2 separate regions of the Danio rerio genome follow, and region 2 is linked to region 1. A link is a contact called in public Micro-C data. All regions are on one chromosome and are shown on one strand. Each heading gives the region's core, a stretch centred on a gene start, on an enhancer-like site or on the middle of the called end of the contact. The rest is flanking DNA. Distances are from core to core; before and after follow the strand shown. Region 1 holds the start of cfl1 (cofilin 1). Region 2 holds the start of hs6st2 (heparan sulfate 6-O-sulfotransferase 2).

Region 1 (5,110 bases), core at 172-2,671:
TAAGTGTCAGTGTTTGTACAGCAGGTGTCAGCATTGATTTGAATTAAAAACGACATCCGTTTTTCAGCGAGGACCGACCGTAAGTATACACAACCTCATGTTTAAACAGCCTCTCATTTGCGTGAACAAAAACGATTTCCTTTAATTCATCTTTCGTTTGTTAATGTCAAATTGTAGCTAAAGCTGTGCCGTTAGGGAGCAGGATGTTCTTCCTCTTCGCAGTTTCATCCGTCTCTTCTGTTCACCGCTCCCTCTAGCGCGCGCACAGAGAACTTTTCCTATAGAAATGAAATGTCCTTGTTTCCTTATATGGCGATCCGAGTCGCGAGCCGCCTGATGTGCGCGGCTTTGGCTGAGGCGCGTTCACGACTGTCACCATTTGCTTCCTTATTTGGAAGCGAGTTAAGCGAACCTTAAAAAGGGGCAGAGACAAACACAAAGGGTTAGGCTGAGGCTCAGACAGCAGCGAGCCACTAACCAATACTACAATCGGCGAAATGTGTGTGTTTGCTTTGCAAAATGTAGCACTTTAACAACGCTTTCCTTCTGACGTAGCACATGCTTTGGGTAGAAAGCTCCACCATTAGGACTTCACAGATGTAAAAACGAAATGTAATCTATAAATAAAACATTTCTGCTAAAATAGTTTTGTATTTAAGGAGTAAAATAAAATACATTTTTCTTAAATGAAGCCTGTTTAAACGTTTTTGGTTACATATGTATAGAAAATTATATGTGTGTGTTATAGGTTATATATGTATAGACAATGGTGATTTTAAAATCAGGTAATTGATACAATATTTTTTTAATGTTTGAATGTATTAAAATGTATTGTTGAAATGTAGATTTCTCATGTTATTACTTATGACTGGACTATAATTTAAACCCATATAAACGTTTTTGGTTACATGCTTAATATGTTTTAAAAATGAGGGTTTTAAATTTGTGACCATTTATTGAACACATTTTTTTAAAATGGTAGCAACATTTTATTCACAATAAATATATATATATATATACATACATACATACATACACACACGTATAGATAACACAATATTTTAAAAAGTTAAGCAATATTTGGTAGAATTACCCTGATTTTTAATTAGCTACAACAAAATAAAACATTAGCTATTTTGACCAATAACCATTTTCAGAAATAAATGAATTATTTAAATCAAGTTTTGATTTAGATTTTCTAAAATGTTAGACATTATAAAATAACTGGGAAAACATTTTACTCACACACATACCTAATAAATCTTTATTTTTGCATAGACGTATAGCGACCATGAGGAAAAATGCTACATTTTAAAACACCGATAAAAAAATTATAGAGAATATCCTAGAACTCCAACTCCCATAACCCCTCAAAAAGCGCGTGACACGGACGCGCGCTCCCGTCTGCTGCACGGGAGCGCGCAAAAGGGCGCGCCCGAGTGTTGTATCAAGTGTGCGAGACCGAGGGACTGCATCACAGCTCATTCAATTCCAATCCAGACGCCGACTAGCACAGAGACACAGCCATGGTAAGTTTGCATTTAAATCATTTAGAATGTTTTACAGCTATCCCTGATATGCTTTTAATGTTTAACTACTATCTCGTGGGCATTGTTGGTTGTTTTTTCTCTTAAATGTGATTGAGTAATCTTTGAATCAAATCTGTCAATTAACGCCTCCACCGACCGTAGCTGCAGGCTATGATAAGTAGCGTTGATTGTCAGAAAAGCATCTACATTGTCCTGTGGCAGTGAACTCACTCCGTTTGTTTGTCCGCGGTTATAATCTTGCGGCTCGGCGGTCTGACTGCGCGTGGCCTTCAACTACTCGGATGCGATGAGATTGGCAAAAATGAGACCCAAAAACAACTGGCGCCATTTCCCCGCTCAGCCTCCTTTATTTCCGTGCGTCCAGGCCCAGGAAAGGCCTCGACCGCTTTTCATCACACACTGCATGCAGGCCCTGCTCCACACACGACTGGACCGCAGCGAGATATTAGGAAAGGCAGTGAATAAACCAATGGCCGCCGGCCGCATGTGCGGTTAACTGCGTTTTCACCGGCCAGATGAAGCGCTTCCTCGACCCTGTCCTTTGTCTGAACACGGCCATCCGTCAGAAAGCACCATCGTTCGCATTTGCCGCACCGCCGCGACTGCGGGCGGGCGTAAAAACGCCGATTATTCCCTTTTAAGGCCGAAAGCTCTCATGTTTATACTACGCTTTTGCTCTTTTGAACGCGTTCGTTTTGCGGATATTTGGCACACATGCACGAACACCGCAATCGTGGCCCCACCCTAATTCTTGATGCACAGATGGTGTTGGTTATTTCTTTGACCAAAAAGAGGAATCGACGGGGAAAGTGTATCAGGTTGATTTTAGATGATATTATGAAATAAGTGCGCTGGGTGGCAGGCGGCCAACTTAAAAACCGTTACTCGTGCATTTGCGTGTCGTTAGGCGGCGCGTGCACTGACTACTCTTCCTGGTTGGACGTAACTTTATAAATTACTTTGTAAATTACGTTTTATTGCGTTTGATCTTTCTCCGAAATTATTTGTAACACATCTGTATCTTTGAGATGAGCACGTGACTGCTTTTGCGTGTGTCCTGAGAATATTTAGGTGCTTTTACTTCCTCAGTTTTTCGAAAGCGCAGCTAAGTCGTCGACTTGCTTCTGTACGTACACGCACACTGAAAAACACTTGTGAAAAGGAAGGGAAATGGTGATAATGCCGCGTGTAGGCTGAAGGAAATGCCGGTTCCGGTGCGCGCAGTCTCGGTATGCGAGTCGCAAGGACCATATGCAACGTCACAGACCGCAAGCGACGTCCAAATCTCTGTCTGTGAGGCATGTGATGAGATGCGCGATGCAAGAAACATTTTAAACATATAAAGTGTCTCTTTATTCGAGGGCCCAAGACGTCACGTTTCCTGTATCACAACACTTACTCATTTCTCATTGTGGGTTTCACTTCTCAGTGGACGTGGATGATTTACCCGCAGTGTTCGTGTCCTTGCACTCAAACTTTGGACTTTTGCTCTTTAATTGTTTATGGCTCTAGGTGACGGATAAAGACACGAACGCCTTAAGATTGAGTCTGCGTGTTTTTTCTAAATAAAAGGCTGTCTTCTATTGCTGTTTTTGTATTGTAATGCTTTTAAGTTTGTTTTAGTAGTGTTTTGGGGGTGATTGTGTTAAACTTATTTAACGGTAGCTGTAGTTATCCATACATTAGCTCTGAACATGGAGCATTTTCATCTTTACATTTTAAGAATGATTACAAAAGACCGGTTTATTTGAGCAAAATACTTAATTTTTAGTGTTTTTAATTTTAAAATGTTTTAGAAGTCTACTTTAGTTTTACATCTTTAAATGTAAAATATATGAATTTTTAAATCTTAAACCAGTGTTTGCGTTCATTTTTGGATAATAAGATTAGTTTTTTCTTTTTTCATTGCACTCATTTCTAACCACAAGCATTTATTCAAAATCGTTTAATCCTTTTTTTTTTAAGTTGTCTACCTTTTTAATGGGTTTACATTGCAAGTGCTAAACTTTTACAAAGCTATCAAGCCACTTGACCAAAGTTCACCAGAGGGTCAAAGGAATATTCATGAACTATCTAAAACATGGTTCATGTTATCAAGTATCCTTATATGGTGGTCATTTAAATCCTGAAAAAAGTAATGGTAATAATTGATCAAAAGGTGTGGGATTCCCTCTCTTCCATTAGCCCTTTAATGCCCCATTTCTTTCACATAATGAAACATCTCAACACGTTCCTTTCATTCACACCTTAAACAAACCCGGATCCACCCTTCAGTCGTGCGTTTCCTGTAAGTGGGCCGCAAGCTTCGTGTCCACCATTTCACACTCACTAAAAAAAAAAAGTTCAGGTTACTGCCAGCGTTTGCTCATAGAATAATCTCATGAACTGAAATCTTGAATGTCTGGTTATGCCTATTCAGCATTAGCCACTGATCCCTGTTTCTAATGGAAATCAGAGGACCTGAGTAGGTTTATAAGACTGGTGTGACTGAAGCCATTTTGATTTTTCACAGAGGAATCATTGTTTTGTGATCTCCCGCTGTAGACGAGCTGTGTAGGATTGGTTTTTGTAGTGTGTCCGCTGCTGTTGAGCGTTTTAGACGCATGTGAAAGTCTTGCTTTAAGTCAGACCCCTCGGTGCAAATTTCATCAGTGCTTATGAGGAAGTTTCCCAACGTTACTTCTGTTCTGATGTGTTGGAGCGTATCTGAGATGTCGTGTGACTGCAGAAAGAATGGTGCCTTGTTCAGCTGCTTTTTTTTTCTTATGGGAAAATGGAAACCAAACCCTTGCAATGATTAATTTATCCTAAATGTTATCGAAGTTATGTTTTCTCTCGTCTCCACTGCCCTTGAAGTGTGCGGTTCTGTTTCTCCTTCGTCAGGGTTTTTCTGTTTAGTCATTTCCATCTTGCACTGCAAAACCTGGCGGCCTAGTAGTTTGGATTCAGCCAGATGACATCCAAGTATCAAGTTCAGTCAAAAGGGCAGCCGGTCTAACATGAGCAGACCAATCTGATTCAATCTCTGCACTCTCTCACGTTCATTCATCCTTGCACATGAATTCATTCTCTCTGCATGTGTTTCCAGGCCTCCGGAGTTACAGTGGAAGAGACTGTGTTGACGGTCTTCAACGAGATGAAGGTCCGCAAGGCTCATTGCAATGAGGAAGAGAAGAGCAAGAGGAAGAAGGCCGTCATGTTCTGCCTGAGCGACGACAAGAAGCACATCATCATGGAGCAAGGCCAGGAGATCCTGCAGGGCGATGAAGGAGATCCCTACCTTAAGTTTGTGAAGATGCTTCCTCCCAATGATTGTCGCTACGCTCTCTATGATGCCACGTATGAGACTAAAGAGACCAAGAAAGAGGACCTGGTTTTCATCTTCTGGTACGTTTTCGCTCCTGCTTTTCTACCCTGCATTGAGTGTTTAGCTGGTTTTCTGGTGTTTTATCAGGGTTGGAGCTGAAGGTAGATCTTCATAAGCGGGTTGATGGACTTGTTACAGTGTTTGTAAAAAGCATGGGCTGATCTATTGTTGTTACTCAGGGCCCCAGAGAGCG
Region 2 (5,499 bases), core at 886-3,385, 290 kb after region 1:
TTTTTGAATCTGATTGGCTGATAGTCGTGCGATATTTTGCCAGTAACATCACACAAAGGCCTCTTCACCCTTCACCTCTGTGTGTTAGACCGCCCACATACAGCAAGCAACAAGCAGAGACGCTACAGTTTGACAAATATCACTGTTGTTAGACAACAAAATGTACTTTTTTTTGTCGAGAATGTAGTTGTTTAGATTGCAACTAAGCAATTTATTTGTAAGAATAGCGCCTATTTTAAAATATTTATAGTTTCTGAGAGCTTGTCGGTGGCCAAAAACGGTTGCCTTTGTCTATTCACAAGATGGCGCCAGAACCGCACAGTAGCCCTTGCTCAGTGTGTTCTCTTGAGCGCGAATAAAAAACTAAAAACGGAAGCCTCGTGGTTTTTAAGGTGGACTGGATAGAGTCACTAAGAAGCTGCGAATAAGAAACTTGATTCAGCCTTGTCCCTCCTTATCGCAAACACAACAGCAGTCTGGTGAGAAATCTATGTAGACGGTTGGCATTTAATGTCACGTTCAGCCTTATAATCTTAAAATGTAAGCAAAATTTGCTCTTTTGTCATCACCTTAAGGGGTCACACACTAGAAGCGCCGCTTCACATTATACTATAGAGAATCATTCAAATACTAGCTCTAAAGTGACTTTGGTAAATAAGTTACAGCTTCTGCTGTTCTGACGTCAGCTGCATGTGTGAATGAATATTGGAAGAAAGTAGCTCCTAATACAAGAGTTTTAGACTCTGTGTTTGATTTTCTTTTTTATGTACAAGATTGTGCCGTCGAACTGTTGTCTAAACGCAATATCACACTTGTAGCAGTGTGCTATGGCTGTATATCAGCACTGGAGGGGCGCTAAGGCACAGCCTTTATATTTGGAGACTCGTGGTTTATATAACACGAGTCTCCAAATGCGAACATTATCAAACACTGTGGGTCTCATAATGCTACAGGGGGTTTATTTAAAGGACAGGCCTGAGAGAATGGCAGATGTTCTGGTGCCAGCAGGCTGTCTGCCCTCCGGGGTGTCTGAAAGGGTGAATGATTATGATGATGGGTCCCCTGTTGCAGGAATGCGCTGAATGAAAGCAGACACTCCGGGGTTAAACCTGACCTGTTGGAGTCCTTTTGTCTCCGCATAATTGACTTGCTAAGAGGTTTCAGAGCGAGAACAATATGAGAGGAAGGAGTGGCGAAGCGCACCGTGACGCCATACAACACACCATAACACAACAAAAGAAACAAGTTAGTTTATCGAGACGCATTTAAACTCATTAAGACACTAAATTAGTTTGGTATACTAATAAGTCTCACCTAGGAGTCATGCGTCTCTCCTGGGACTCCCGGTTGCTCATGAAGGAAGGCACGCAGTTGGTGAGCTCGGTCCAGTCCGCGTGCAGACCGCAGCTCCAGCCGGTGGAGAAGCGGGAGAACAGCCAGGTGTCGCGTTTGCCCGGCCGGTAGCAGGTACACTTCTTCTGGCCCGCATGGCACTCGCACGGCCTCTCCAGCTGGATGTTGCGGACCAGGTGACGGCCGAATGTGGTCCCTCCGGTTTTTTGAATGTGGAGGAACACAATAACATCGTCCCCCTTAATGTGGAAATCCACCGCGCGACTAAGGTCTTTAGTGGTAAAATTAAAACGAGGCACAAAGCGAACCAAAGCACCGTCCTCCGAGCTGTACGGATCTCCCGCACCGGCTCCGTTCAAGCGATCTCCGGGCGCGCGACTCCCCAGCCTCGAGGACAATGATGCCAGGTGTAGTAACTGCCAGTCGGATGTTGAACATATGTATTGCAGTACAATTCCGCCAAAAAACAGAATCATCAGCAGCGCGATGAGTAGCCGGCTGTAGTTGGATTTCCCATCCATCTTCTCGCTGGAAAAGTGAAAGCATTACTCGGTTGTGCGGCGGCTCGCTCACCGCGTCGCGTCGGCCAGGAGGAATGTTGAACAAAACCTGTGACTCGAGCACATCAAAACACGAACACGCCCAGCGCTTCTGGTGGATGTTCGTTTGATTGAAGCGAGTCTAGTCGGTGTCTACATGTTTTCACGAGGCTTTGTAGTCCGAACTTACATCGGATTGCTTTGTGATTCTTCGATAACTTCTGCTGTTTACCTCTGCCACAAATTCGTACTCGCTCTTCCCAGTTCCTCGTTTTCCCAGTAGTCCACATACAACGCCCACATCCGTACACCACTCTTCAAAATAAAAGTCCATAGGAATACTTTTATTGTGTAATATTGTCTTTTTTTTACATTTAATTAAAATCAGTTTGATATTTGTATGTGATTTAAACTGCTTTATGTGTATTTAATGGTAATACTAATTGTTTAATTGTGTATAAAATATAATAAAATTAACTATATATTTAATATTTATTAAATAAAAACTATATATTTTCATATAATTTTGCATCATATTAATCATAAATTATTAGTTAATGTTTTATTAAATAATATATACTTGTTATATAATACATACTTGTAATATATACTTATATAACATATACTGGTTTTGGCCGGTCAAACTGGTTTTAGCTGGTCATTTTTCAGCCTAACCAGCCTGGAAATAGCCAATACCCCTCTAAAGCCAGGCTGGTTGACTAGCTTGAAGCAGGCTGGTTTAAGCAGTTTTTTTAGTAACCAGCTTGGTGAAAGGGGTGATTCTTATTTTGTTTTGTTTTTTTGCCAAAAAAAAAAAAAAAATGTGTACCTCTTTCCAGTTATTTGCCTCATTTTCTATTAAACTATAAACTCTGAATTTAGGTTACATTATTTTTAGCTGAATTAGCTTGTCGATGGTATTGTCAGTATTTTTAAAATATGTAAATTTATTACATCATAATATCAATACAAAAAAGTTTTAAATTAAAAACTATTGTCATTTATTAGGCTAACAAACTGGCCAGCACAACTTTCCTCGGTCAGAATTTGGCCATTTGAATAATAAAAAAATAAAACACAATAATTATGAGCTTCACACCTTTTCCAGCCTCACTTGTAAAAAAAAAGTACATGATTATAACAACTTATTTTAATATGGGCTGCTTTTGGTGCTTCACACTTTTTTATTGGTCATGTTTTCTTTCAAGAATAAGGTCCAAGATTTAGAATAAGTCACTTGTAAAATGTTTACCCTGTTTAAAAACAATATAGTAGCAAAAGATGACCACTTACATCAGATTATATGTTTTACACAGCTGGATGTTGGACTCTTGAAAATTAATTGTTTGCATTGAAGAAAACTGATTAACTGAAGTCACACCAGGATTCTTTCCCAGAGATGGGTTGATCTAAAATAAGCGGTTCATTCTGATGAGCCAATTAAGCATAAGGTAAGCGTGTAAATGAAGTATAGCAATGCACACTTATCAAAAAATAAACTTAAAAAATGTCTTAATATACATCTGAAGTCAGAATTATTAGCCCCCTTTAATTTTTTCTTCTTTTTTAAAATATTTCCCAAATTATGTTTAACAAAGCAAGACATTTTTGATAATATTTTTCCTTCTGGAGAAAGTCTTATTTGTTTTAATTCGGCTAGAATAAATTTTTTTTTTTTTTTAAACATTTTAAGGTCAAAATTATTGGCCCCTTTAAGAAATATTTTTTCGATAGTCTACAGAACCATCATTTTACAATAACTTGCCTAATTACCCTAACCTGCCTAGTTAACCTAATTAACCTAGTTAAGCATTTAAATGTCACTTTAAGCTGTATAAAAGTGTCTTGAAAAATATCTAGTAAAATATTATTTACTGCCATCATGGCAAAGATAAAAGAAATTGGTTATTAGAAACGAGTTATTAAAACTATTATGTTTAGAAATGTGCTGAGGAAAATCTCTATTAAACAGACATTGGGGAAAAATTGGGGGGCTAATAGTTCTGACCAACTGTATATAAAGATCATGTATAATTAAGTTTACTTCCAATAGCGCAGAAAAGAAACTGAAGATTTTTAAAAATATATCATTATACCAACTAACATTCATCAGGATTTAACTCATTAACTTACTATTTATTTAGCATATTGTGGTCAGCATCACATTTATTTACATTAGCAATTAAGGAATGAATTTGAGGCTATGTTTGGATGCTTATCTGCTATGGGAGGTTAATAGCGTTACATTTATATCTGTCAGTGTTTATCTTATCTTAGCAGCTTATGTTAATTTAATAACAAACACAAAGACTGAATAATGGCTGATTAATCAAAGCTCATGATTGTTTTAACTCTTCATGGGCCCATTTAAAATTATCTAAAATAAGCGGTTCATTCTGATGTGCCAATTAAGCCTAAGCAAAGTGTGTAAATGAAGTATAGCAATGCACACTTATCAAAAAATAAACGTACAAAATATCTTAATATACACACACAAGATTGTTAAAGCAATCAATCAACAGATACAGCACGCAGATAAGAAACCACACCACACATCACAATTAAATATCTGCAGTCTTTATTTCAACAAGACTAAGAAATGTTTAATATAACTTTTCTCTTACATTTTTAGCATCTATCTCTCTTGGTTTTGCCCATATTAAGCACATACTCTGAATGGGTAAAATCTGATGAACATCTCTCAGAGACCACTAAATCGACTGCTCATTATTTACAATTGTTTTTCTTTTCTCCTCTTCTTTCTTTAGTCTCTCTCCCTCCTCCTCCTCCTCCTCATCACTGATGTACAGAGCTGTAGGCTCTGCAATCCATCCGCCTGAAGCTCAGCACTCAAACTTAAAGATGACACCGCAGAGGATCGCTTTCCTGATCCGTAAAGTCCATGTCATCTTCACACTGACTCAGAGCAGCTCCACATACAAGCACAAGACACTTCCTCCTTTCCTGGTCTTCTTTACATCAGAGCCATCATAAAACATGTGACTGTGGGAAGCTTTGGGTCATCGGGATGAACAGAAAACACGTACAGCTTCCTATTCATGCCTCAATTTAAACAAACAAACAAACAAACAAACAATCTGAGGTGCGGAGCATCACTGCTGCACAGATCTTTACTCATTTCAGACTTCTTTTCACGTCTGAGGACTGGCCATTCATCCGTAGACACTGAATGAATGAATAAAAGCGTGTGCACGTCGCAGATAGGATTAAAAACAACATTTAAAATTGCGGTGAGGTATCTGAATGCCAATTTTTTTATCTTTTAAAAAAGTGCATGTGACATTAGGAACGATCAAGGACCGATGGCCAGCCCTGTCCTTGCATCAGCTTGTACAATTTTCACCACCCACTTAATATAAAACAATAAAAATGGTTTACAAAATGGAAACGTTACATAAAATGAAATCTGTAGCCGATATAAAACCATCAGTGAAGCTGTGAAATCATCTAGAGACATAAATATTTCCAATACTGAATTGAAGATACTAGGAAAGCGGTGCTTGCGAATGCCTTTCAAAGAGATGTGGTTAAATAACTTACTGTACAAAAGCGATGCAAGATTTCCGTCTTTTTTTTTTATATCCGA

Evidence for each region. A called contact is a pair of places that touch in the nucleus more often than the background predicts.
Region 2: a Micro-C map of caudal fin shows a contact between it and region 1, with 4 times the contacts expected there. The contact joins the promoter of hs6st2 here to the promoter of cfl1 in region 1.

The regions. Positions count from the first base shown.
Region 1 is chr14:35,300,249-35,305,358 of GRCz12tu, forward strand. It overlaps cfl1 (cofilin 1), which reads left to right and starts at 1,422. Exons shown (of 4, transcript NM_213641.2): 1 at 1,422-1,529; 2 at 4,639-4,937; 3 at 5,097-5,110. The coding sequence starts at 1,527.
Region 2 is chr14:35,594,119-35,599,617 of GRCz12tu, forward strand. It overlaps hs6st2 (heparan sulfate 6-O-sulfotransferase 2), which reads right to left and starts at 2,136. Exons shown (of 2, transcript NM_194421.2): 1 at 1,315-2,136. The coding sequence starts at 1,874.